Linked DNA regions of Sus scrofa: region 2 is linked to region 1. The links are chromatin contacts, called in public Hi-C maps. All regions are on one chromosome and are shown on one strand. The core of a region is the stretch at or near the end of the contact, and the rest is flanking DNA. Distances in the headings are between cores, read along the strand shown. Region 1 has its middle 16 kb from the start of BMP8B. Region 2 has its middle 22 kb from the start of MFSD2A.

Region 1 (5,903 bases), core at 2,033-4,532:
GAAGGTGCAGCCCTAAAAAGACAAAAAGACAAAAAAAATACAAATAAAAAAGAGTCTTGGCTAACGAGATCCTCATTGATGTCACCATCCTAATTTCAGTAAACATTTCCACAACTCCTACCCTGCCCCAGGGTTTGTTCTGAGAACTTTACATGTAATAACTTGTTAAGTCCTCATTGCACTTCTGTCTTCATTTTCAGATGAGGAAACTAAGGCACAGAGAGGGTAAGTAACTTGCCATGGTCACACAGCTAGGAGGTGGTGGAGCTGGAATTCATACCTAGACAGAGCCCATGGCCGACACTGCAGCTTTATTATATTTTGCTGAGCTGACGTTTTATATTCGTTTTGTTTTTGGCTGCACCCATGGCATGAGAGAGGTCCTGGGCCAGGGATCAAACCTGCGCCACAGCAGCGACCTGAGCAACTGCAGTGATAATGCCAGAAGCATAACCTTCTGAGCCCCATGGGAACTCTAACTGCAGTTTGTATTTTCATACATCTTTGACCCATTCTCCTGGAAAATGTAGTTCTAAATGCCAAACACCATGAGGAGCCCTTCTCCTGACATGAGGCTGCGGTGCTGAGAGACCCTGCAGGTCCTGCCTCTCCCTTTGCCGGGCCTGGCCAAGAAAGCGCGGGAAGGAGTTGCAGGGCCGGGCACAGGGCTTGGCGGCAAAGCTGCTTGGGCGCGGGAGGCCAGAGCCTCGCCCTGCACCTGGCAGGCAGCCCAGCCCCGCCGTTGAGAAAATACCTGGAACAAAGGAGTCCTCCCGCCACCACGGGCCGCCGCTCCTGTGCCTGCAGCGCCTCGGCTGAGGAATCTGACCTCCCAGCCAGGCCAGGTCTGGTCCTTACAGGTCCTCAGGAGGCCACAGAGGGACCTCGATGGCCAGCCTGGAGCACCTTCCTGGCTGCCTGGGGTGGGCCTTGCAGAGGGAGGCCTTCTTCTCACCCTGTTTCCACCCAGGGGCTCTGCGGGGCTGGCTTCCTGTTCCAGCCACCTTCCCCAAGGTGTCCAGGGCAGGTGGCTTCACCGCTCCAGGGCCTGGCATCCCTTCAACCAGGGGGTCCCCTCTCACAGCAATGGCTGCTCAGAGGTGCAGGCAGAGGGATGTGAGTCTGAGGTGAAGAACCAGGGTCCCCACAGAGGAAATCGGGCCTGGTCACCAACAGCCATGTGGGGGAGTAAATCTGGACTTAGGAGCCCAAGTGAGTGAATAGTGGGAAAGACTCTGGACCCCAAGGGCAGTGGTGTGGTTTTTGTCAGATGTATCTTTTCTTTTTGCTTTTTTTTTAGGGCTGCACCCGCAGCACATAGAGGTTCCCAGGCTAGGGGTCGAATCGGAGCTACAGCTGCCAGCATACACCACAGCCACAACACAGGATCCGAGCTGCGTCTGCTACCTACACCACAGCTCATGGCATCGCCGGATCCTTAACCCACTGAGCAAGGCCAGGGATCACACCTGCAACCTCTTGGTTCCTAGTCGAATTCGTTTCTGCTGCACCACGACGGAAACTCCCTTGTTGGGTGTATCTTGAGCAAAGCACTAGAAGTTCCTTAGAGGGAGGGAGGTCCGGCCCTTGAGGGGTCAGCCAGCCTATAACCCATTCCTTCCTCCTTCCTTCCCTCCTGCTGTGAGCAGGACTTTGGGAGCATAGATTTGGGCAAGGGACCACCTCACTGCTGCTCTTTCTATTCAGATGGGGCCTGGCCCAGAGCCCCAGGCCAGCATCAAGACTTGCCCCAAGCATGTGCTCTAGTGACTGCTGCCATCAGGGCCACTGCCAGCCCATGTGGTGCTTATGATGATTCAGAAAAAGAAGCTGCTTCCTCCAGGTGGACACAGCTCCCTCCTGGGCCCCCAGCAGTGCTGAGTGGAGCAGGGCAAGGAGCTGGACTTCAACCCCTACTTGCATCTCATTTGTGTGAGCCTGTGCAGACCCAGCCTGCACTGTCTTATTCAGGGACAACGCCTCTGAGGCTCATTCCTGAACCATGACCCCAGACCAAACCGTCTTCCCCTGACCTGAATATGCCCCTGGCTGGGCAAAAGGAGATCATTCCAGAGGTGGTCCCTCTTTGCTGGTCCAGCCAACTTTAGACAGCAGGGCAAGAACTCAGGAGGGGTCCCCTAGAAAAAGTTCCCAACGCCCTTAGTAGGAGCCTTCTTCCCAGGCAGCACCCTCTGGCCCTGGAGCAGCTCCTGGATGAAGGAGCTCCCAGCTCTGTCGGTAGCCTTGAGGCTATTCTGGGGGCAGGAGATGCGCTGACCTCCAGTCTGTGAGTCTGGGTGGAAGAGCAGGCAGAGGTGGCACCGAGGTGGCACCCTCAGGCCTGGCTTCCAGGCCCCTGAGCTCCCTGCCCAGGGTGCAGACCAGGGAGCTGTGGGCTCAGGGTTTCTCCTCATTCTAGTCCCTGTCATTCACCATAGGCCCAGGGCATGGCTCCCTGTACCCACAACAGGGCCAGCTCAGAGTGTGATCTGCACAAATGGATGAGCGAAAGAATCATACAGAGGAAGAGGCCTTCCTGAAGCAGGTGGGGCTGCCAGGGCCTGAGGTCCCAGGACCCTCGCCCCGGCCCTCACTCCCTCGGGACTTTGAGCCTCCCCTCCCCTTCTACACAATAGGCAAAAATGACGCCTGCCTCCCTTGGTTGCCAGACAACTTCCTACTAATAATAAATATAGCAACAGCAATAATAATAAGGCCGCCACTTCTCCAGAACTTTCTCTGTGTTCAGCACTTCCCAGGAATCCTCACAAGGTGATATGAGGGAGGTGCTCTCCCCATCTTAAAAAGAGATTGATCAGTTCCCTTCAGGGCTCAGCAGTTAATGAACCTGACTAGGATCCATGAGGGTGTGGGTTCGATCCCTGGCCTCGCTCAGTGGGTTAAGGATCCGATGTTGCCGTGAGCTGTGGTGTAGGTCAGTTGTGGCTCAGATCCTGTGTTGCTATGGCTCTGGTGCAGGCTGGCAGCTGTAGCTCCAATTTGACCCCTAGCCTGGGAATCTCCATCTGCCACGGATGTGGCCCTGAAAAAAGAGCTTGGTGATGCCTCGGTGATGATGAGCCTTGCTCAGGAAAGGCAGCTGGATCCCTTGTGTGCAGGGCAGCGGGGGTTGTGTGGGACTGCAGGTGCCTGTGGAGCTCACAGCTGGGGAAGGAGCCTGGACCATGATCTAGAATCCATGCCCACCATGACTCCTTGCAGGTGCTGAGGGTCACCTGAGTCCAGGGTCAAGGTCAAAGCTCCTGGGAGGCTGGAGTCCTGGGCTCTGGCCCCACTTCTGCTTATGATCAGCTCTGCCACCTGTGTGGGTCACTATCCCTCCCTGACCTCAGTTTGTCCTGTTGTAAAGTGAGAAACAGGAATCTCTTCACAAAGAAAGACTAAGAGGAAGTTCAGGAAGGCATGGGGCGTGGGTGTGACTGTCTGGCTTCTCTCTGCCCCCTGGTGGACACCAGCAGCTTAGCACCCAGGGGAAACCGACAGCCAGAAAAGATTAACTCCCAGGGACTAGCTATGAGACTTCTGCCAAGGATCCTATCCTTTGGGGCCCCAGTCTCCATCTGTTAAGTGGAGACAATAATAGTACAACTGCATCAGGATGTTGTGAAGATTAAGTGTAACAGTGAGTATAAAACACATGCTATTGAGCTACACACAGATGTGCCCAATACCTGCCAATCATTATCATAACCCCTTCTCCTCCATCTCCCTGATCTACCAGTCACAAGCCCTGCTGACTCCCCCTCCTCTTGCATCCCCTCCACCTCCTAGACCAGGCCTTGTCATATGGATTTCTCCAAAAGCCTCACCCCGCCCCCATCCCACAGCCTCCTGCACCTCCCCTGTGACACAGTCTGCCCACGCCCCAAGGCCAGACCTGAAAATGCCTCATGCCAGAGAGCTGTCCAAACCCCTGAGCCAGGCTTGGGGGTGGGTGGGGGGAACCCTGCCCACCTCTGCAGCCTCAGTCAGCCTGCACCTTTCTGCTCCCTGTATTCTGACCACACTCAGCACCCACCATCCCTCCATTTAGGCCCTGGGGTCCTGCCTCCCAGATGAGTTCATTGAAAGGTTCCTTAAACTGTCCTTGCTTCCTTCGCCCTTCCCCACCTCTGCTGTAGCCCCAAACCCTCCTTAGGTCTCTGTTTTCTCATCTGCCAAATGGAACTATGGTGATGAGGATGCAAAGAGGGAATATACAGAAGTACGTGGCCCCCAGTAGCCACCAGACAGAAGCCAGGTGCCTACAACTGGGAAGGAGGGTTCCAACATCTGTGCAATCGGGGAGTCATGCCTGGGTGGGGCGGGGGCAGAGGCATGCAGTGCGGCAAGAGCCCCCAGACCCCGCCACAGCCCACCCAGCAGGGGGACCCTCTGAGCAGGTAAGCACGGCCTGGGCTTCCAGGTGGAGCACAGAGCCTGGGTGGCCCCTTCGTGGGACCCTGCTCACCATCTCACTGTAGGACCAAATGGAGAACTGTCCCTCTGGCTTGGTGGCCCCAGGGAGCAGCACTGGGGCTGAAGCACTAATGACCCTGACCCTGATTTAAGAGGAGGGAGGCACCTGGCAGGAGGCAGACCCCTTCTGACCCTCTGTCAGGTCTGGGGCCAGGGCAGTGGACCAGAGACCTAGAACCTGTATGGAAAGGAGGGCAGCCGTGATGGGGAGGCCCTCAGTGGTCCTCCAGGCCCCTTGGGGAAACCGAGGCTGTGATTGGGGAAAAGACGCTCCTTAGGGTTAGATGGAGCTTTCACTAATTCAACATATTTTTATTCTATTTAGTATTTTGGTTAAGCAATATATTTACAACTTCCAAGAAACTATATATAGAATGATATACTTTAAAAGGCTCCCCTGGAGTTCCCGCTGTGGAAACAGAAACAGACTCACAGACGTGGAGAACAGACTTGTGCTTGCCAAGGGGGAGGGGGGAAGTAGTGGGATGGACTGGGAGTTTGCGGTTAGTAGATGAAAACAATTATGTGTAGAATGTGTGTGTATATGTGTAACTGAATCACCTTGCAGCACAGCAGAAATGATCATAACATTGGAAATCAACTATACTTCAATAAAACTTTAAAAAATTTTTAAAATGATGTTTAGAATGGATAAACAGGAGTTTCTTTCATGGCTAAGTGGAAACGAATCTGACTAGGATCCATGAGGACGCAGGTTCAATCCCTGGCCTCGATCAGTGGGTTAAGTGGCGTTAAGTGGGCATTGCTGTGAGCTGTGGTGCATGTCACAGCTGCAGCTCGGATTTGGCGTTGTTATGGCTGTGGCATAGGCCAGCAGTTAGAGCACCGATTCGACCCCTAGCCTGGGAAACTCCATATGTTACAGGTGCAACCATAAAAAAAAAAAAAAAAAAAAAACCCAAAAAACGTTAGACTGGATAAGCAATGAGGTCCTGCTGTACAGCACAGAGACCTATATCCAGTGTCTTGGGATAGACCGTGATGGAAGATAATGGGAGAAAGGGAATATACACATATATATAAAACTGGGTCACTTCGCTGTACATCAGAAATTCGCACAACATGGTAAACCAACTATAGTCTAATTAAAAATTAAAAAAACAAATCCAACTGCAGTGGCTCAGGTCACTCCGGAGGCACGGATTCCACCCCAGCCCAGTGCAGTGTGTTAAAGGATCCATTGTTGCTGCAGCTGTGGTGCAGGTGGCAGCTGCATCAGGGATTCCGTCCCTGGCCCGGGGAACTTCCATGTGCTGCAGGTGAAAAAAAATTTAAAACGTTAAAAGTCCTCCCTGCTACCTGCATGTGCATTCTTTCTTTTACCTCACCCATACACTATAAGTAATCCATTTTATTAGTTTCTTATATTTCCTTTTCAGGTGAATAAATGCAACCACATAGGA
Region 2 (5,923 bases), core at 2,349-4,848, 150 kb before region 1:
CATACTGAGCTTACTTGAATGACAAGAACAAAGAAAAAAAAAGGAATGCATACTAAAGGATGTAGGAATGAAATGACGTGGTGCAAAAAAAAAAGGTATAGATAAAGTAAACGGGAAGAAATATTGTTACACTGAATCCAGGTAATAGATATATTGCACCATTCTCCACCCTTTTGTTTATATGTTTGACATTCTTTATGATAAAGCATTTAGAAAAGAAATTAAATTAAAAGGGATCAATGGGGTGACAGGGTTGAGAACCACTAACCAAGGCAGGCAGTGTAGACAAGAGATGCGTCTGAGAATGGGCACTTCAGGTAGAGGTAGGGAAAATGGGAGGAAAGCCAGGGAGGGAAGAAAAGAACAAGGACAGAGGGTGTCCCTGTGAGGTCAGGTGGAGTTTCAAGGAGGAAGTGATCATTTGGGTGCAGATGGGGCAAATAAGGGAGAAACTGAGAACTGACCACAGGATTTAGCCACATGAAGGCCATGGGTGACCTTGACAAGAGCCAGTTTTGTGTAATGGTTGTGGCAAAGCCTGACTGCCTTAGAGTCCAGTCATCCCTCTTTGTAGAATTGCCCCTTTCTCCGCTCCCCATTACAGCACTGCCTGTGGGTAAAGCATGTGGATTGGAGGGGGTTCAAGAGAGAATGAGGGCACACAAAGGAGAGAGAGAGGATAAAGCCAATCTTTTGAGATGTTTTGCTGTAAAGAAATGAGATGGTACCTAGGAAAAGTGTGCTGTGAGAGGAGATCTCCCTTTGCTGCCGAAAGGGGGACCCCTCCCAGGGCTTGAGAATGGGTTCTTGCCTAACACTCGGGAATGAATTGTCAGAGGAGACACACATGCTAACAAAGCAGAAGACTTTGTTGGGGAGTTCCCGTTGTGGCTCGGTGGTATCGAACTCCACTAGAATCCACAAGGATGCAAGTTCAATCTCTGGCCTTGCTCAGTGAGTTAAGGATCTAGCATTGCTGTGACTGTGGTGTAGGCTGGCAGCTACAGTTCCGATTTGACTCCTAGCCTGGGAACTTCCATATGCTGCGGGTGCAGCCCTAAAAAGACAAAGAAAAAAAGACTTTGTTGGGAAGGAGTGCCCAGCTGGGGAGAAGCTGGGTGAGGGAACCAAGGATCCCGGGAAGTTGGTTGTCTCCTCCCTCCTATTGGCTCCTCCCAAATCCTCCCAGCTCATCTTCTGGGCAGCATGATGCTCCTTATCAGGGTCTCCTGTTGTGAGAAAACTCATGCCTGGCCAAGGTGGGAAGTTTCTGTCAATGGTTCTCTGATAGTTTGATTTAATTTTTAAGATAGGAGGAAAATAATGTGTTTATAAACTGTGAAGAATAAGTCATTAGAGAATGGGAAATGGGAGTTCCCGTTGTGGCTCAGTGGTTAATGAATCCGACTAGGAACCATGAGGTTGCAGGTTCGGTCCCTGGCTTTGCCCAGTAGGTTAAGGATCTGGGATTGCTGTGAGCTGTGGTGTGGGTTGCAGACGCAGCTCGGATCCCTCGTTGCTGTGGCTCTGGCGTAGGCCGGTGGCTACAGCTCCGATTGGACCCCTAACCTGGGAACCTCCATATGCCCCGGGAGCAGCCCTAGAAAAAGCAAAAAGACAAAAAAAAAAAAAAAAAAAAAAAGTTCCCAGGCCAGGGATTTAACCTGTACTACAGCAGGGACTGGAGCCACAGCAGTGACAATGCTGGATCCTGAATCCACTGAGCCATCAGAGAGCTCCAGTTGTTTTTTTTGTTTGTTTGTTATTGTTGTTGTTGTTTGCCCCTGCTCCCCTACTCAAGCACACTCCTTCTACAATTGTTTGATATCTCTCTCACACATCTTCCATTTCCCCTTCTCTCTCTCTTTCTCTTTTTTTTTTTTTTTGTCTTTTTGTCTTTTCTAGGGCCGCTCCTGCGGCATATGGAGGTTCCCAGACTAGGGGTTGAATCGGAGCTGTAGCTGCCAGCCTACACCACAGCCACAGCAATGCCAGATCTGAGCCTAATCTGCGACTTACACCATAGCTCACAGCAACGCCGGATCCTTAACCCACTGGGCAAGGCCAGGGATCGAACCCTCAACCTCATGGTTCCTAGTTGGATTCATTAACCACTTCGCCACGATGGGACCTCTCCTGGCCTGGGAACTTTTGCATCCCACAGTGTGCAGCCAAAAAAAAAAAAAAAGCAGGGGATGGGGTAGGGGGAAGTGGGGATGCTGGTGCTGAGGTTGATTCGGTGGTGAGAGAATGTAGAGGTTCTCTTCTGATTTTTTTTTAAGGACTGCACCTGCTGCATATGGAAGTTCGCAGGCTAGGGGTCGAATCGGAGCTGTAGCTCCGCCACAGCCACAGCAACACAGGATCCAAGCCGGGTCTGCTACATACACAGCAGCTCAAGGCAATGCTGGATTTTTTTTTTTTTTTTTTTCTTTTTAGGGCCACGCTCGCGGCACATGGAGGTTCCCAGGCTGGAGGTCTAATTGGAGCTGTAGCCGCTGGCCTACACTAGAGCCACAGCAACTCCAGATCCGAGCCAAGTCTGCGGCCTACACCACAGCTCACAGCAATGCCGGATCCTTGACCCACTGAGCAAGGCCAGGGATCGAACCCCCAACCTCATGGCTCCTAGTCGGATTCGTTTCTGCTGCGCCACAACGGGAACTCCAAATTGTAACTTTTTTTTTTTTTTCTTTTTAGGTGGATTTTTAACCCACTGAGTGGGGCCAGGGATTGAGCCTGCATCGCGTGGACACCAGTCAGGTTCGTTACCGCTGAGCCACAATAGAAACTCTTGATTGCTTTTCTAATGAAATAAGCCACAAGATTACCAATTGAGAGTGAGGACAGAGAGGAGGCTTTGGAGGTTTGAGAAGGCAGAGGGTGTGAAATAGTCAGCTAAGAGTAGGAGAACAAACAGGCTAGGGAAATGGCTCAAATATAGTGAAACTAGCCAGTATGGTTGTGTCTTCTTCTCAACCATGTTGAGCCTGAGATTTGGATTTGAGCAGGAGTGCATTCAGGCAAGACCTATAGAGGGGAAAGGGGGCAAGAAAGTAACGATAAAAATGAGACCATGGGAGTTCCCATCGTGGCGCAGTGGAAACGAATCCGACTTGGAACCACAAGGTTGCGGGTTTGATCCCTGGCCACCCTCAATGGGTTAAGGATCTGGCGTTGCCGTGAGCTGTGGTGTAGGTCGAAGACATGGCTTGGATCTGGTGTTGCTGTGGCTGTGGTGTAGGCTGGCAGCTACAGCTCCAATGGGACCCTTAGCCTGGGAAACTCCATATGCTGCGTTCGGGGCCCTAACAAGACAAAAGACAAAAAAAAAAAAAAAAAAAAGAAATAGCAGGGAGTGGAAATGCAGTGCCCTGGGAGTTAACAGACAGGACAAACCTGAGCTGGGGAACCAGCTCTGGAGTCTGGCCTTTGATGGGAGTGAAGGGGGAGGGAACCACACAGGATGAGAGCCTCCGCATTCTTCAGAAACTGACAATTTGGTGAGAAACAAAAATAACTCTGAGCGTGGGAGTGAGAACTAGATTCCGTCCTGCTTCTGTCTCTGGCTGGCTGTGTGACCTTGTGTGACTCTGTTGTCCTCTCTGAGCCTGGGGGCTACTCTGCCTGGGTGATTCCCCTGCCTTCCCCTGTACAGGCGTCCTCTGAGGCTGCATGGAGTTCTAAGCAGAAGGTACTGGATGCGGGTCTGCTGTGACTGCAGTGGGAGACAGAGAAACTCCAGGCCTCATTCTTCATCTCTGATGAACCATATTAAGGGCAGACAGCCCTGTTCCCTCCTTGCTTCTCTGACTGAGGTCACCCCAAGATATCCCAGACTCCCTCCAAGCTCTCCAGGACGCTGTGGCTCACCTTGGGATAGGGACCCAGTCCACCTACCCCAAGTCATTTTCAACAGGATCTCTTCCAGACAGAAGGTGATTTCCTGGATGGATGAGCAATCAGAACTCACTCAAGCCTGGGCTACTTTAGGGTTTGGGCGTCACCCCAGAAAACGGAAAACTGCTTTAGGCCGTAGCAATCCGGCACTTCCTTGATTGCCCTGGAGATGAGAGCCCCACCCTGCCCTGCACAGCTGCTCTGGAGACAAAGCGGGAGGCTCTGGATCTTGTCCAAACACCCAGTCCCAAGGCCTCCCTGGCTCTCTACCACCTGTCATTGCTGCCTCTTTCTTCCCCGTGCTCAGCCTCCCTTCTTGCGGTTACAAATAAATATTGGCAAGTAGGAAAATTGGCCAGCGCAGAATTTGCAATTAATGAGGATCAACTGTGTTGTCCTAGGGGATCCTGGAGGAACCTCTGACTCAGCCTGGAAGAGTCAGGGATGATCCCCAAGGGGATGAGACTTTGACTATGACCTGAGATAAAGAAAGATCTACACGGGGGTGGGGGAAGCGGGGGGAGGGGGGAACTTCCTGTGATCAAATAAATCATACAGTTTGTCAAAGAGTGATTTCTTTCCTATTCCTAGGTATTTTGTTGCTCTCATAAGTGTGACTTTCTCTTTCACCCTATCTTCTAACACAGCCCTGGACAATAGAACTTTCTGCAGGGATGAATATGTACTATAATTACATGACTATGGTAGCCACTAAGCCTGCATGGCTATTGAGAACCTAAAATGTGACCAGTAGGATTGAGATACTGAATTTTTTGTGTGTGTGTCCTTTTAGGGCTGAACCCACGGCATATGGAAGTTCCCAAGCCAGGGGTCCAGTCGGAGCTGCAGCTGCCGTCCTATACCACAGCCACAGCAACACTGGATCCCTAACCCACTGAGCAGGGCCGGGGATCAAACCTGTGTCTTCATGGATACTAGTCACGTTCGTCACCGCTGAGCTACAATGGAAACTCCTGAATTTTGTTTTATTTAATTTTAATTATTTTACCCTTCAATTCAAATAGCCACATCTGGCGGTGGTTATTATGTCAAACTATGCAGTTTAACTGTCTTCAGTTGGTATAGTTAAAGGGTATTGATTTTTGTATGTTAATTTTATTTTTATTTTATTTTTATTTTAGGGCCACACCCACAGCATAGGGAGGTTCCCAGGCTAGGGATCCAATTGGAGCTGCAGCTGCTAGCCTACAACACAGCCACAGCAAAGCCAGATCCAAGTCGCGTCTGTGACCTACACCACAGCTCACGGCAACACCGGATCTTTAACCCACTGAGTTAAGGGATCAAATCCACATCCTCATGGATCCTAGCTGGGTTTGTTACCACTGAGCCACAAGGGGAACTCCTGCATAATAATTTTATACTGCCTTTCCTTACTTTATTTTTAAATTTTTTTTAAATTGTTATTTCCCCCAACACCTTACTGACTTTTTTGGTCAATGGCAGTTTTTCAGTTGATTCACTTGGGTTCTCTTGGAATACAAACATATGCTTGACAAAGAAAGATAATTTTACTTACTCCTTTCCAATTTTTATTTCTTTTTTTATCTTATTGCATTGGCTCATATCACCAATGACAGGTTATACAGTAATAGTGGTGATAGTGTGTATCTTTTTTCCTGATCTAGTGGAATTTCTAAGTGTGATTTCTTCTTCTTTTATGTGAAAATGAGATAAACAGGTGACAAGTGAACTGTTCCCCAAGCTTGCTCCTCCTCCAGTGCTCCCTCTATTATCAATTGAAGCACTACTCTGTTTCCTAAATTAGAAATCGAGGCATCACCTTCATTTCTCCCTCCCTCTCCCTCTCTCACCCTTTCTCTGTCAATTATCCAGGCCCGTCAGCTGCCAAATCTGTCTTCTTCTATCCATTTCCACTGCCAGCACCTCTGGTACTTTTCATTACTCAGGAACATTGCAAGAGCAACCTCTTCATTAATCATCCTGCTTTCACTTCCACTTCCTTCCATCTTTCTCCACAAAGCAGATGATACAGTCTTTC

The links. Hi-C and Micro-C count contacts between places; a contact is called where the count stands out from the background.
Region 2: a Hi-C map of omental adipose tissue shows a contact between it and region 1, with 2.9 times the contacts expected there. The contact joins two enhancer-like sites. A contact is called at or near these places in 27 of 47 Hi-C or Micro-C datasets (adipose tissue, alveolar macrophages, blood and 14 more) and 1 of 2 datasets of contacts at active chromatin or transcription factors (alveolar macrophages).

What each region holds. Positions count from the first base shown.
Region 1 is chr6:95,612,075-95,617,977 of Sscrofa11.1, reverse strand. No RefSeq gene overlaps it. Among named protein-coding and RNA genes, the nearest start is that of BMP8B, 16 kb to the right of the region's middle. Within about 2 kb of position 3,282, at least 9 of the 83 cell types and tissues checked have an H3K27ac peak or open chromatin away from gene starts, as enhancers often do. A contact at or near this core is called in omental adipose tissue and retroperitoneal adipose tissue, where this site is marked.
Region 2 is chr6:95,758,141-95,764,063 of Sscrofa11.1, reverse strand. No RefSeq gene overlaps it. Among named protein-coding and RNA genes, the nearest start is that of MFSD2A, 22 kb to the right of the region's middle. Within about 2 kb of position 3,598, at least 29 of the 83 cell types and tissues checked have an H3K27ac peak or open chromatin away from gene starts, as enhancers often do. A contact at or near this core is called in omental adipose tissue and retroperitoneal adipose tissue, where this site is marked.